2 separate regions of the Mus musculus genome follow, and region 2 is linked to region 1. A link is a contact called in public ChIA-PET data. All regions are on one chromosome and are shown on one strand. The core of a region is the stretch at or near the end of the contact, and the rest is flanking DNA. Distances in the headings are between cores, read along the strand shown. Region 1 holds the start of Pcca (propionyl-Coenzyme A carboxylase, alpha polypeptide). Region 2 overlaps Pcca (propionyl-Coenzyme A carboxylase, alpha polypeptide).

Region 1 (6,054 bases), core at 2,046-4,545:
GCCTCTGCCTCCTGAGTGCTGGGATTAAAGGCGTGCGCCACCACGCCCGGCATATTTTATATATATTTATTATGATTTATTAAACATTTACATTATTTTATGTTAATATAATATAGTTTATATGTCCATGTATTATACATGTAATATAAATATAAGTTATACATAATATATTATACAAATTATTTTTATTAAATGTTAGAAAATACACCATAATTTATTTAATATGTATAAGCATAAAACATTAAAATGTATAAAAATATAAGATTATTATAGTATATGATATAATATAATAGCATCATTTTCCCTTCTCTTTCTCCCTTTAATCCCTCCCATATCCCCTTCCCTCACTCCATCTCAACTTTGTTTTTTTCTTTAATTTGTATGTGTGTATGTGTGTGTCCACATACATAAATATATAAATACAATCTGCTCAGTCCATTTAGTATTACTTGTATGTATATGGTTTTAGGGCTGTCCAGTTGGTAGTGTGTAATTTAATAGGATGCTCATCTCTAGAGAAAAATGTTTCTCCTACTCCCAGCATTCCTTAATTTCCTATAATTCTTTGTCTTTTTATGTTAGCATGTCTATTGGCATTCGTCTTGTTCAGGTCTTTTTTTAGGCAGCCATATTGTTGAGGTATGATGAGCTAAGCCTTTCTGTTATTTCTAGGAGATACAATCTCAAAGAAAATTTTCTGGTCCTCTCCTGCTTTTAGTGTCTTTCTGGCTCCTCTTTTTTGATGCTCCTTGGGCTGTATGTACAAGAGTTATACTATAGATATATCAACTGGGGATGGAAACGGTGTTAAGATGAATTCCTATTATTAGTTATTATTATTGAGTTTATCATCCTTACATGGAAGTGAGGATTCTCCCATTCCTGTCTCCAAAGAATTGGGATTACATGTGTGCTCAACCATGCCCAGCTAAATTGGTAATTTTTTAAAATTGAAAATAGATTCTTCTCTCATAGAAGACATTCTGATTACAGTTTCCCCTCTGTCCAGTCTTCCTAGCTCCGTTGACGTCTCCTTTTCCCCAGATACATTCCCTCTCTTTTTTCCCTTCAGAAAAGAGCAGGCCTTCAAGAGACAACACTGGGGCTGGAATAGTGGTTCCGTGGTTAAAAGCACTGGCTGTTCTGCCAGAGAACCCAGGTTCAATTCCTAGTACCCACATGCTAACAACTATCAGTAACCCCAGTTCCAGAGGATCTGACACCCTCTTCTGGCCTCCATGGGCCTCTATATACACATCATAGATAACACATGTAGGCAAAATATTCATATACCTAAAATAAAAATAAGTAAGTTCTTAAAAAAGTAAAAGCCACATTTGAAGCCATGCATATAGAGGGCTTTAGCATAGTGGGTTACACAGCTGTGGACTCGAGCAGCTTAGATCTGTCCCTGTTCTGCTGGCTGGGTCTTCACTTTCATCAATCAATCTTATCTGCTGTAGAGCCTAAGGCAAGTGTTAGCTTACAGAGTCTAAGGTTTGAACCATTCAGAGCTCCCTCTGGAGTATTCGCTACATAGTATTTTATCTATTCCCATTATCTGAAGCAAAAATTAGACTTTGTAGCCGTTTAGTCTTTTGGGACACAAAGAGTTAAGTTTATCCTTAGAAGTAGCTTTCCGAACAATAGTGGTTACAATGTTGCTTGTTCTCGTAGATTATAATTAAACGGACTAGCTAGTTATATCAGTCTTAAGGACAGTGGTAATTAAAAATTTCCCCTTTGCTTCCATGAAAATAATTGTGGACAGAATTGTGAGGGTGGGGTTGGAGCTTTCAACCATATCTGAGAACTTTGAAAATTGCCATAATCGGATTAATATTCTTATCTAGTAAGTTATTACCAGAATGAGAGAGTCTCTTTGACATAAAGCTCCAAGAATCTCCTATGGTTGCTCTTCAGGGACAAAGTTGAGAGCAAGACAGGCATTTCATGGGCTGCTTACAGGGATCTTATCAGTGTTGGAGAAATGGCTCAACAGTTAAAAACACTGATTCCGGGGCTGGCGAGATGGCTCAGTGTGTAAGAGTACCCGACTGCTTTTCCAAAGGTCCAGTGTTCAAGTCCCAGCAACCACATGGTGGCTCACAACCATCCGTAACAAGATCTGACGCCCTCCTCTGGTGTGTCTGAAGACAGCTACAGTGTACTTACATATAATAAATAAATAAATCTTAAAAACAAAACAAAACAAAACAAAACAAAAAAAAAACCAAACCACTGATTCCCAGTACCTACGTGGTGGCTCACAACTGATGTAACTCCAGTTCTAAGAATCTGATGCCCTTTGACCTCTGCAGGCACCAGGCACACATATGGTACACATATAGTCATGCAGGCACTTATACACAAAAGTATACATAAATAAAAATTACAATTGGATATTATAATTTTTCTTCAATGTATTTACTTGTACTTCTCAGATGGAAAAATTATTTGTGTGTATATGTATGTGTGTACATGTGTGTGTACATGACATGCATATGGAGGTCAGAGAATAACTTGTGGAACTTAGTGCTTTCCTCTGATTTAGGTCCTAGAAATCAGACTTAGGTCCTCAGGCTCCGTGATTAAGTCCCTTTATAGAGCCAAGTAGTTTCTATTACAGGCCCCTTTCACTGAAGGAATCTTTGCAGTAAAAACAGGACTTTAAAACTACAAACTAAATACAAAGATGGTGATGAAAGTAGCAAGAGGGAAAGAGAAGGGAAACTGGGTTTCCTGACTAGGAAAATGCCTCTGGCGCTGGTGAAACAGGTAATTTTTGCTACTTATGTTCCTACTTTGGTAAGAACTTTCAGTTTCTCAGCCAATCGCAAATGTTGCGAATTGTCTTTTTGGCTAGACCTCTACATGTTGCAGCCTGGCTTCCTGACTGTTTTAAGTTAATTCTGTAGGACAGGCGAAGTAAGTGAGCACCAGTCCTGATACAGAGATGGTTATTGGTGAGATCTACTTTAAAATATCCACCGAGAAATTAAAAGGAGCATGGATGCACCCGATTGGCCAACGTTGGTTCTTTGGAAGCCAAAAGCAGGCTCCAGTCAGCTTTTTCAGCAGTAGGGGAGTTGGACTGGCTGCTGGAGCGCCTTGGTCGGCTCCCTCCGGGTCCTAGTGCGGTTCTCATCCCATATGCGTAAGCCCTAGGCGACCGGCTCTGCGCCGCAGTCGGACCAGCTCCCTCCCAAGCCTACTCGCCAGGGGGCGGAGCTTAGAGCTCAAGGCTCCTGATTGGCCGTCCCGCGGGCACTCCCCTTCCCCGCCCCTTGACGAGGGTGAGAGGTCAGCAGCCGGCAAGTCTGCGGGGTGGACGATGGCGGGGCAGTGGGTCAGGACCGTGGCGCTGTTGGCGGCCAGGCGGCATTGGCGGCGGTCCTCGCAGCAGCAATTGCTGGGGACGCTGAAGGTGAGCAGAACCGGGCTCGCGTGGGCCTGCTTGCTCCGGGTTCCCAGGCGACACCCGCGGTTCATCCCGGCTGCCCCAGGCCCGGGCCCTGACCAGGCTGCACTCACACTCTGTCCTGCCACTGGGCATCTCTTGAACGCGCATATCCGAGGGACAGGCTTAAGTGGTCCGAGCTTTACCTGCACTCCTTCGGGATGGCCTTCGGGCTTGCATCCCAGAGTCTCGCGGTGCTGGTTTCTCCTGCAGCTTTCTAGAGAGCCCTTGTTAAGAGTCCACATGTTCTTTTGCTGTCTTTGCAACGACTTTGAAGGGGCATCATGAATTGCTGTTTGAATAGTTAAGGCTGTGAGTTTGAAAATACTGTGCTAAGTCAAGATTGTTAACAGAGCACACGTGTGACTTGAAATCCTGCTTAAACTGTATGACACCATTGTAACGCGTGAGAAATGCACCGTCTGAATTTATTTTTCTTCCTAAGAACTGCTTAGCCTGATTAGAAACTGTGGTTCACCCTGGATGTCATGGTGACATTTTGACTCACAGATTGGGAATTCGTGTTAACCTCCTTTCTCCTTCCATATGGGATATATTGAATGCCTTGCCAGCATTGACTTCCCCAACTTTTAAAGTACACTTACTAATTCACTTGAGCAGATTTCTTAAAAATGAATGACCCCTGAAAACCCCTTGAAAGCTGGTTGAGTGTGCCTGCTAATCTTCCCTGCCGTGCAATCATGTGTAGTGCTGTGTGCACCTGTAATCACAGCATTGGAAAGGCTGAGGATTGTGAGTTTAAGGCCAGGCTCAAATCCTTCCCTATCTCTCAGTAGAAAAAGTTAAAAATTTATTTTCTACAGCGTTTGGTTTATGGTCATTGAAATTTGAGTTGATATGATCTGCCTCTTTTAAAAAATTTTTTTTTATTTTTTATTTATTTATTTTTTTGAGAAACATGTTTCTCTGTGTAGCCCTGGCTATTCTGGAACACTCTGTGTAGAGCAGTCTGGTCTCAAAGCCACAGAGATCTCCCTGCCTCTTGACTCCTGAGTGTAGAGTGTACTGCTGTGCTCAGCCTTTTACTCTTTTTAAGGAAATGCAAACAGGCCCACTTAGGCAGTGTGAGCTGGAAGGTTCTCCCTTGTGTCAGCCTTGAAAAGTTGGCTCTCATTGTTCTTTGTAATGCCACACGGATTTTGTTCCTTAACTTTTATCATCCTGTAATCACTTAATCTTCATTTGCTCTTGCTAAGACTTTTACACATTTTCTTATGAAATTACCTGCAGTGAGAAGGTAAGGTCTTTGGAGTCACATTTTCTATATTTCTTCTTCTGTGGGGTTTGTTTTCTTGAGACAGGACCTCACTTAGCCTAGCTTGGTCTCAAATTTGCTGTGTACTGGAGGAAGATTTTGGTCTCCTGGCCCCACCCCAGGGCTGAGGACTGAGCCTGAGGCCTTGTACTTGTTATACAAGTACTCTGCCTTGGAGCTAAATCCTCAACCCCTGCTCTACTTTCCAAATGCTGGCATTATAGGTATTCACCACCACACCAGGGTTGGATATTATATATTGGATATGTGCTTTTTTTAGATAGTTTCTTACAAACAAATCTTGACTGAATTCCTCCTGTGTAGGGGGTGAGTACAGTTTCAAGTGTTTATGAAATTTCATCTAGTAGTTAAGCAATAACTTTAAAAGGCTGTTGAGAAGTTTTGGTGGTGAAATAAAATAAAATAGACTGAGTTGACCAAGTCCATATTTTGACCTTATGCCCTAGGCAACTATTGCAAATTAAGCCATTCAGTCCTCATATTAAGCACATAACACCACTTACAGAAGATGGACTCAAGTCCCGAAATGTTAGATGACTTGCTTAAAGCCATAGAACTAGTAAGTGTCAGTCTAGGCCTGGTACATTGAGGCAGAGCTGTACCACTGAGCTACACTGCCAGCTTCCTAGAAACAGTCAATACTCTTATTTATATCATGCTACTTAAGTTAAACATTGTTTCAACAAGGGTCAGTTAGATGGCTCAGTGGGCAAGGGCCATTGTTACAAAACCCTGGTGACTTGGGTTCACACTTGGAACCCAAACAAAGGTGGAAGGAAAGAATTGATTCCACAAGGTTGTGCTCTGACCTCTACCATATACACAACCATAATAAAATAGCAAAAAATTCACACAACTGGACCTAGAGATACGGCTCAGTCCTTAAAAGCACTTACAGAGGATCTGGGTTTGATTTACTTACAACCATTAGGAGTGAATGACATCAGATATACATGTGGTGCAGAGACATACACACAGGGGAAACATACACATACGTTTGAAAAAATAAAAATTTAAGAATAATATACTTTATGAAGGATGAGGTGACTTTTTTTTCTAGAAAAGAAAAAAAAATAGTGTTGTGAGAGAACAGGCTGTGTCCTGGGTCCATGTCCACTGGGAACACTGAGGACGTGAGAAAAGTCCATGGAGGCTCTGGAGCAGGGCCTGGATGGTGCTGGAGAGGAATCAGACGGTTGCCGGCTTGATCTCGTCATGCTGCGTTTCTTAGGGTAGTGTTAATCACTTGGTGTTGCAAGGTAGAGCAAAGGACCATGATATTTTAGACTCAGGCTAA
Region 2 (6,054 bases), core at 2,367-4,866, 40 kb after region 1:
AACGGCCCGTCTGCGAGCTGCGCACTAATCAAGGTGCTGGAGCGCTGGTGCTGGGGATGATGGGAACTATGACGATGATGACATGGAAGCAGGCCTGTGCGAACTGGACAGGCAATGAGTTAATCAAGACGTGTATTAAATGGATCCCATGCTGATTCATTATTATCCACCATAGTGCCTGTCATGTTGTGTATTTAAAAAATACAATTATTGCTGAATTCAGTATGTACACGAGCTAAATTCAGCCCTCACTCTCTTATTTTCAACAAAATAGTCTCAATTTGCTTTGTCCATATAAAAATAGAGAATTGTGTCAATTGTGTTGGTTCTGTGAATTGCATTTTCAAGTGGTGTCCATCCGTTTAGCCGAGAGTATGCCTCTGACTTCATGTTCCTTTAAGAATTTGCGTAGGTCTTCCTTATATTCATCATAAGTACGCTGGCTCATTTCCTACTGCATAAATGATTTGGGTTCAAAACTACAATTTATGTGACTTTATTTTTCAAGATGAAAAATAATTCAAGCATTTCAGAGAGAAATTAATATTTAATACACGAAGCTATAGAAGAATCAAAGCATTAATCTTTTCTACCATCAAAATGCTCTAGAATCAGACGGGGGTGGAGCCTCCTTTGTGTGGTAGGTGGTCTCTTTATGCCAGGTAGACCCATTCTGTGCCCAGCATGCTTAGAGCCATCTGCCATGAAACCATCAGTTAGAAATGTACATATTTTGGGGAAAAGAAGCTAATAAATTGAATTCCTTTAGAAAATAAATTGAAATACAGCATAAATCCATAAGCAAACTGTATTTTATCTGTAGACAAATTTATAGTGGCACTGTACAGATGAACACACGGTTTTTTAAAAATTGTAAACACTGTCAAATTTAATAAAACTTTGTATAGAACTGTGACCTTTATTTATTAACTTAATTAAAGCAGCATTATGGCTAATGCTGGAAGTGTTAACCTGCGGGTGGTGGTTAGTGAAGTCCATTATCTATGCACTTTGTGATAGTGGTCAGCAGCAACAGAAGTCAAACTTACAACCAACACCCTGCCTTGGGAGCTGTGAGCTCAGCAGGCTAAATTGTCAAAACCCAGCAAAGCTGCTTAAATGACTGATGGTTTAAACCCCCTGGTGTTAAGGGTAAGCCAGTCATTCCAGTGAAGAGGGACTGTGACTTTATCCAGGAATTGGGCAGAAATTGCATCCAGACAGGAGAAAAGCCTTGGCATTAATATCTTCATGTATGAATTATTAGATTAATTTATATGTTCATGTAACTGGCCATTTAACAGGATGTTCCAACTTCTTTTCTTCTTCTTTTGCAATGGAAATTGAGCCCAGGGTTTCCTAAATGCCTGCCAAATGCTCTCTCTAAGCTACATGTCCTGAACTCGCCAGAACTTAAAAAAAAAAAAAAAAAAAGCCCAAAGAGAGACTTAGAACATTTTACTCTTTTGGTCTTAAATTTTTAGTATAAAAAAGGACATTGTTATTTTTCCTGTTGTTATTCTCTCACCTGGATAGCAAAGCCTACCTAACAGCCCCAGCCAAGTACAGGTCTTGGTCTTCTGTTTACTATATCAACATCTAACAACTTGGCTTTTGCAGCAAAAATTCTTTTTTTTTTTTTTTTTAAGATTTATTTATTATTATAAATAAGTACACTGTAGCTGTGTTTAGACTCACCAGAAGAGGGCATCAGATCTCATTACGGGTGGTTGTGAGCCAACATGTGGTTGCTGGGAATTGAACTCAGGATCTTTGGAAGAGCTCTTACCTGCTGAGCCATTAGCAAAAAATTAAGGTCTTGGGACATACTCTCCCATTATTGTAAAGGGCAGATTTCTAAAATCACTTTTTACAGATCAGAAGTTGGGGCTGGGGGTGCAGCTCAGTGGTCAAGTGTTCGCCTGTTGTGAATAACCCACCTGGAGTTTGATCTCTAGCAATATATACACATAGTGATTTTTGAATGACACTTTCAAAGAAATGAGTGTACTCTAATGTTATCATACCTTGTGATGTGAAATAAGAACTAATTGTGGCCTTATTTTTCTCTAAGCATGTATTTAAGGAGGACTGGAAATCCTACCTATTGGTAAAAGTAATCAAATATTAGAAAACACAGCTTAGCTTGATTCTGATTTTCTAGTGTTTACAAGGCACTGTGTATGTAGCAGTGACCTGTGCCAGCATTGTTGGTTATATGTCGTATTGGTTTCCTTTCTCATTCCTATGACCAAATTCCTGCCCCAAAGTATTCCACACAGGGGGCCAGCATGGCAATGGGAGTGACTTGTTTTGTGGCATCAACTAGGAAGCTGAGAAAGGAACATCAGTTCTCAGATGGCTTCTTCTCTTTTTATTCAGTCCATGGTGTGGTGTCACTCACATCTGGCTCACAGCTGCACCCAAAGGTATGCTTCACTAGGGCCTTCGGTATTTATTAATGTGATCGGGGTGGCCATTGAAATTCAAGACCCTGTTTATTACTTGTTATCTGTAGTGTACTAGAAATGCACAGAATGGGGAATGGATGTTTAGATGTCAGGAATCTAGCAATGTCTCAATCTTGTTAACATACCAAAGGAAAAGTTTACATGGTGATTCATAGATGTATATATAGAAGTATAGAAATTATGAAATGTTTCTAGTTTAATTTGTGAAAAATTAAAGCATTTGAAAGATTTTGCCAGACTGGTAAAATTAATTTCTTCTGAACTATTTTATTTGCTGCTGTGTTGTGGATGCTTGCTTTGTTTGTCATGTGATCTGGAGTTTTGGACTGTGAGTTCTGTTTGTGATGAAGGTTTAAAAGGCCTGTTCCTTTCATCCCCTTCCCTCCTGCTTCCTCTTCTTTGCTTTCCTCTTTTCTGGGTTTTCTCTCATTCTCCCTCTGTCCCCTGCCTCTTCCCATAAGCCCCCAAGACAGTCAACAAGACAATACTCAGTTCTCCTCACTAGCAATTTCCTAGTGGCTCCCAGTTGGCATTGTGCATTCTGGATCCGTGTCTGGATCTTATGATCATGGTGTAGACATGTACAGCAGGCCAATCATCGACTCTGCTTCTGATTTTGACTCCAAAAGCTATAGTAGCTGAAGCAAAGAACAGGCAACTCCACCCTAGCCTGTTGTTAACCAGTGGGCGTCTCGTCCCAGACTCCTGGGTGACCTGGCCCTTGCATTTGGTGTTTCTCATTTACCAAGAAGCTGCTCATAGTTGGTCAGCAGTGCATGTCCTTGTGTGGTTTTCCACTGTGTGGCATCGTGTGGTTTTCTCGTTGTGACTTCATGAGGTGATTGCTGTTCATGTTTTCTCAGCTGTCGTCCTGTTCTCTGTGGATAGTCTTCACTGCTGTGCACTTGAAACAGGAGCTTTGGGGTGTGGGCTCCTGTGCAGTCCTCTTTCCTGCTGCATTGCCATGTCTGTGAAGACCAGAGAAGAATATCAATCACACCATTGAGTTCTTGCTTAATTTCAAAGGTCAATTTGTACAGCTATGAACTTGGAAATAAACTTGTAATGTGATCACTTATGAGCTTGTGGAGGGCTAATCAGTGTGCCAGTGGCACTGAGCCTGTCTAGGTATTGCTTTGCTCCATTGGACTTCAGACTCCTCGATCTCCAGTCTCGATCTCAGCTGCCTTTCTCTGTCTGTGCTGCTTCTGTGTGGCCATCATGGTGGCTGCCTGGTTGGAGCAGCAAAGGGAGAAGTGTACTTCTTACCTGAACATAGTCATCTTGGAGTTGCGTCTGATGCTTTCTCTTGAGTTGGAGCCCATGTTAAAGCCTTCTGGAGGACATGGGGGCTGGCGTGCATGTCTGCCAGAGAGCATATGGGCATTCTAAAAGCAAGAGCCTCATGTTTCTAGAAGGAAAGTGTAAAGTTTGGGTAAAGTTGCATATAAACAGTATCGTGAAGTGGCTTATTCTGTTGACAACTGTGCATTGAGTTGATTCTGTGAGTCAATCATAGAATAATTCTCAGTCTATGCTGTATTCCCCAAATGGATATTAGATATTGAGTAAAGGAGCCTTTATAATTAAATCTAGGCAAGTATCTTTCATGAGCTATTCTAATTAAGTGTTATAGATCCCGAGGCTGTACTGATGTGGCTCAGCTGGAACGTTTTCTGAGTGGTGAGGAGATTTGGTTTCAAAACGGCACAAAACACTTTGTAAGGCTCCTGACATCTCATAGCTGTATTAAAACATTTTGATTTTACAGTTCTGCAAAAGTGTTATATCTTTGTAGAGACCCTCATTCAAGTTTGGAATGTGGATATTTTCCCAGACTAGCTGTGTATAGTACAGTTTTTTTTGTTTGTTTGTTTTTGTTTTGATGCTGGATAGTAGCAGAAGCTGAAGCTCTGATCAGCCCTGAAATCAGGAGGGAAACAACCATAGTTTACAGAGAATTTAAAGTAGGATGTTCTGTAGGTTAGGTTGCTAGGGTTTGGCTTGGAAATGTTCCTCAGGTGACATGCTGAGAAGGGCTTAGTCCCTGGCCTGCAACTGTTCTAAGGCAGTAGAGGCTTCAGGAGGTGGACCTGTCCTTAAGGGATCATGGCCTTCTTTTCTTTGCTCCTTTCTTTTCTTTTCTTTTCTTTTCTTTTTTTTTAAATTATATATATATTTTTATTACGTATTTTCCTCAATTACATTTCCAATGCTATCCCAAAAGTCCCCCATACCCTCCCCCCCTCCCCCGCTCCCCTACCCACCCATTCCCACGTTTTGGCCCTAGCGTTCCCCTGTACTGGGGCATATAAAGTTTGCGTGTCCAATGGGCCTCTCTTTCCAGTGATGGCTGAGTAGGCCATCTTTTGATACATATGCAGCTAGAGTCAAGAGCTCCGGGGTACTGGTTAGTTCATAATGTTGTTGTACCTACAGGGTTGCAGATCTCTTTAGCTCCTTGGTTACTTTCTCTAGCTCCTCCATTGGGGGCCCTGTGATCCATCCAATAGCTGACTGTGCCTTTGCTCCTTTCTGAACTGGCCAGGAGGAAACAGTAACTCTCACTTATACTCACTGCTATGTACCCAACACAGGCCTGTTGATCGTAGTCTGTGCCTCCCAAACGGTGAGCCTCAGTCAACCTTTCCTCTTAGAAGTGGGTTCATCTCAGGTATCATTTACAGTAACGGAAAGCTGACAGGTGGAGTTAGGATATTTTCTTTTCTGTTTCTGTTTTTGAGACATGGTTGCATTTATCTCAGATTGGCCTTTAAATCACTATGTGGCACTATGTGGACCTTAAACTTCTGCCTGCCTCTACCTTTCAAGTGAGATTAAAGGCATATACCACTATGCCCAGGTATGCCGTGCTGGGGATCTAACACGTTTTGTGCGGGTACTCTATAAACTGAGCTACATCTTTAGTCCTTTAAATGTGGATGTGTGTGCCATGGTATGGATGGAGGCCACGACACAGCTTTGGGGTGTCAGTTCTCTCTGTCTACCTTGTGGGTCCTGTGGATTGAATATGCCTTTACATATGGAACTATGTCACTGGCTCTTTAATACACTTTCAGCTAATGGTATTATCCAATTACAATGGGTTTACTAGTAGGTAACTCATTATAAATGGAGGATCACTTGTAGTTTGTGCTCTTAATAAGTTGTACTTTCACATATCAAAATTATACATTAAATAATTTGTTTTTTGAGAATTTTGTATTGCTATCTTTTTTCATTAAGTATGAAAAATTGTGGCTTATGATTAAGGGTCCCTCTTCCTCCCCCTTTTTTTTGTGTGTGCATCAGGGCAAGATTCTTATTTGGCATGTAATTTACATAATATTAAATATATTCACATGAGAATATACCATTTGAAGTTCTCTTTTTAAGAATATCTGGTCCTATCCAGAGACTGCCCTACCTGGGGATCCATCCCATAAACAACCACCAAACCCAGACACTATTGCATATGCCAGCAAGATTTTGCTGACAGGACCCTGATATAGCTGTCTCTTGTGAGGCTGTGCCAGTGCCTGGCAAATACAGAAGTGGATGCTCACAGTTATCTATTGGATGG

The links. ChIA-PET counts read pairs in DNA pulled down with a chosen protein or histone mark.
Region 2: an REV-ERBa ChIA-PET map of liver shows a contact between it and region 1, with 3 times the contacts expected there. The contact joins the enhancer-like site here to the promoter of Pcca in region 1. A contact is called at or near these places in 4 of 484 Hi-C or Micro-C datasets (liver and palatal mesenchyme), 5 of 115 datasets of contacts at active chromatin or transcription factors (CD8 T cells, the SCID.adh cell line, cardiomyocytes and 2 more) and 2 of 9 other capture datasets (adipose tissue and liver).

Annotation. Positions count from the first base shown.
Region 1 is chr14:122,531,033-122,537,086 of GRCm38.p6, forward strand. It overlaps Pcca (propionyl-Coenzyme A carboxylase, alpha polypeptide), which reads left to right and starts at 3,296. Exons shown (of 24, transcript NM_144844.2): 1 at 3,296-3,427. The coding sequence starts at 3,335.
Region 2 is chr14:122,570,990-122,577,043 of GRCm38.p6, forward strand. All of the region lies in intron 4 of Pcca (propionyl-Coenzyme A carboxylase, alpha polypeptide), which reads left to right. Among named protein-coding and RNA genes, the nearest start is that of Pcca, 40 kb to the left of the region's middle. Within about 2 kb of position 3,617, at least 19 of the 459 cell types and tissues checked have an H3K27ac peak or open chromatin away from gene starts, as enhancers often do. A contact at or near this core is called in liver, where this site is marked.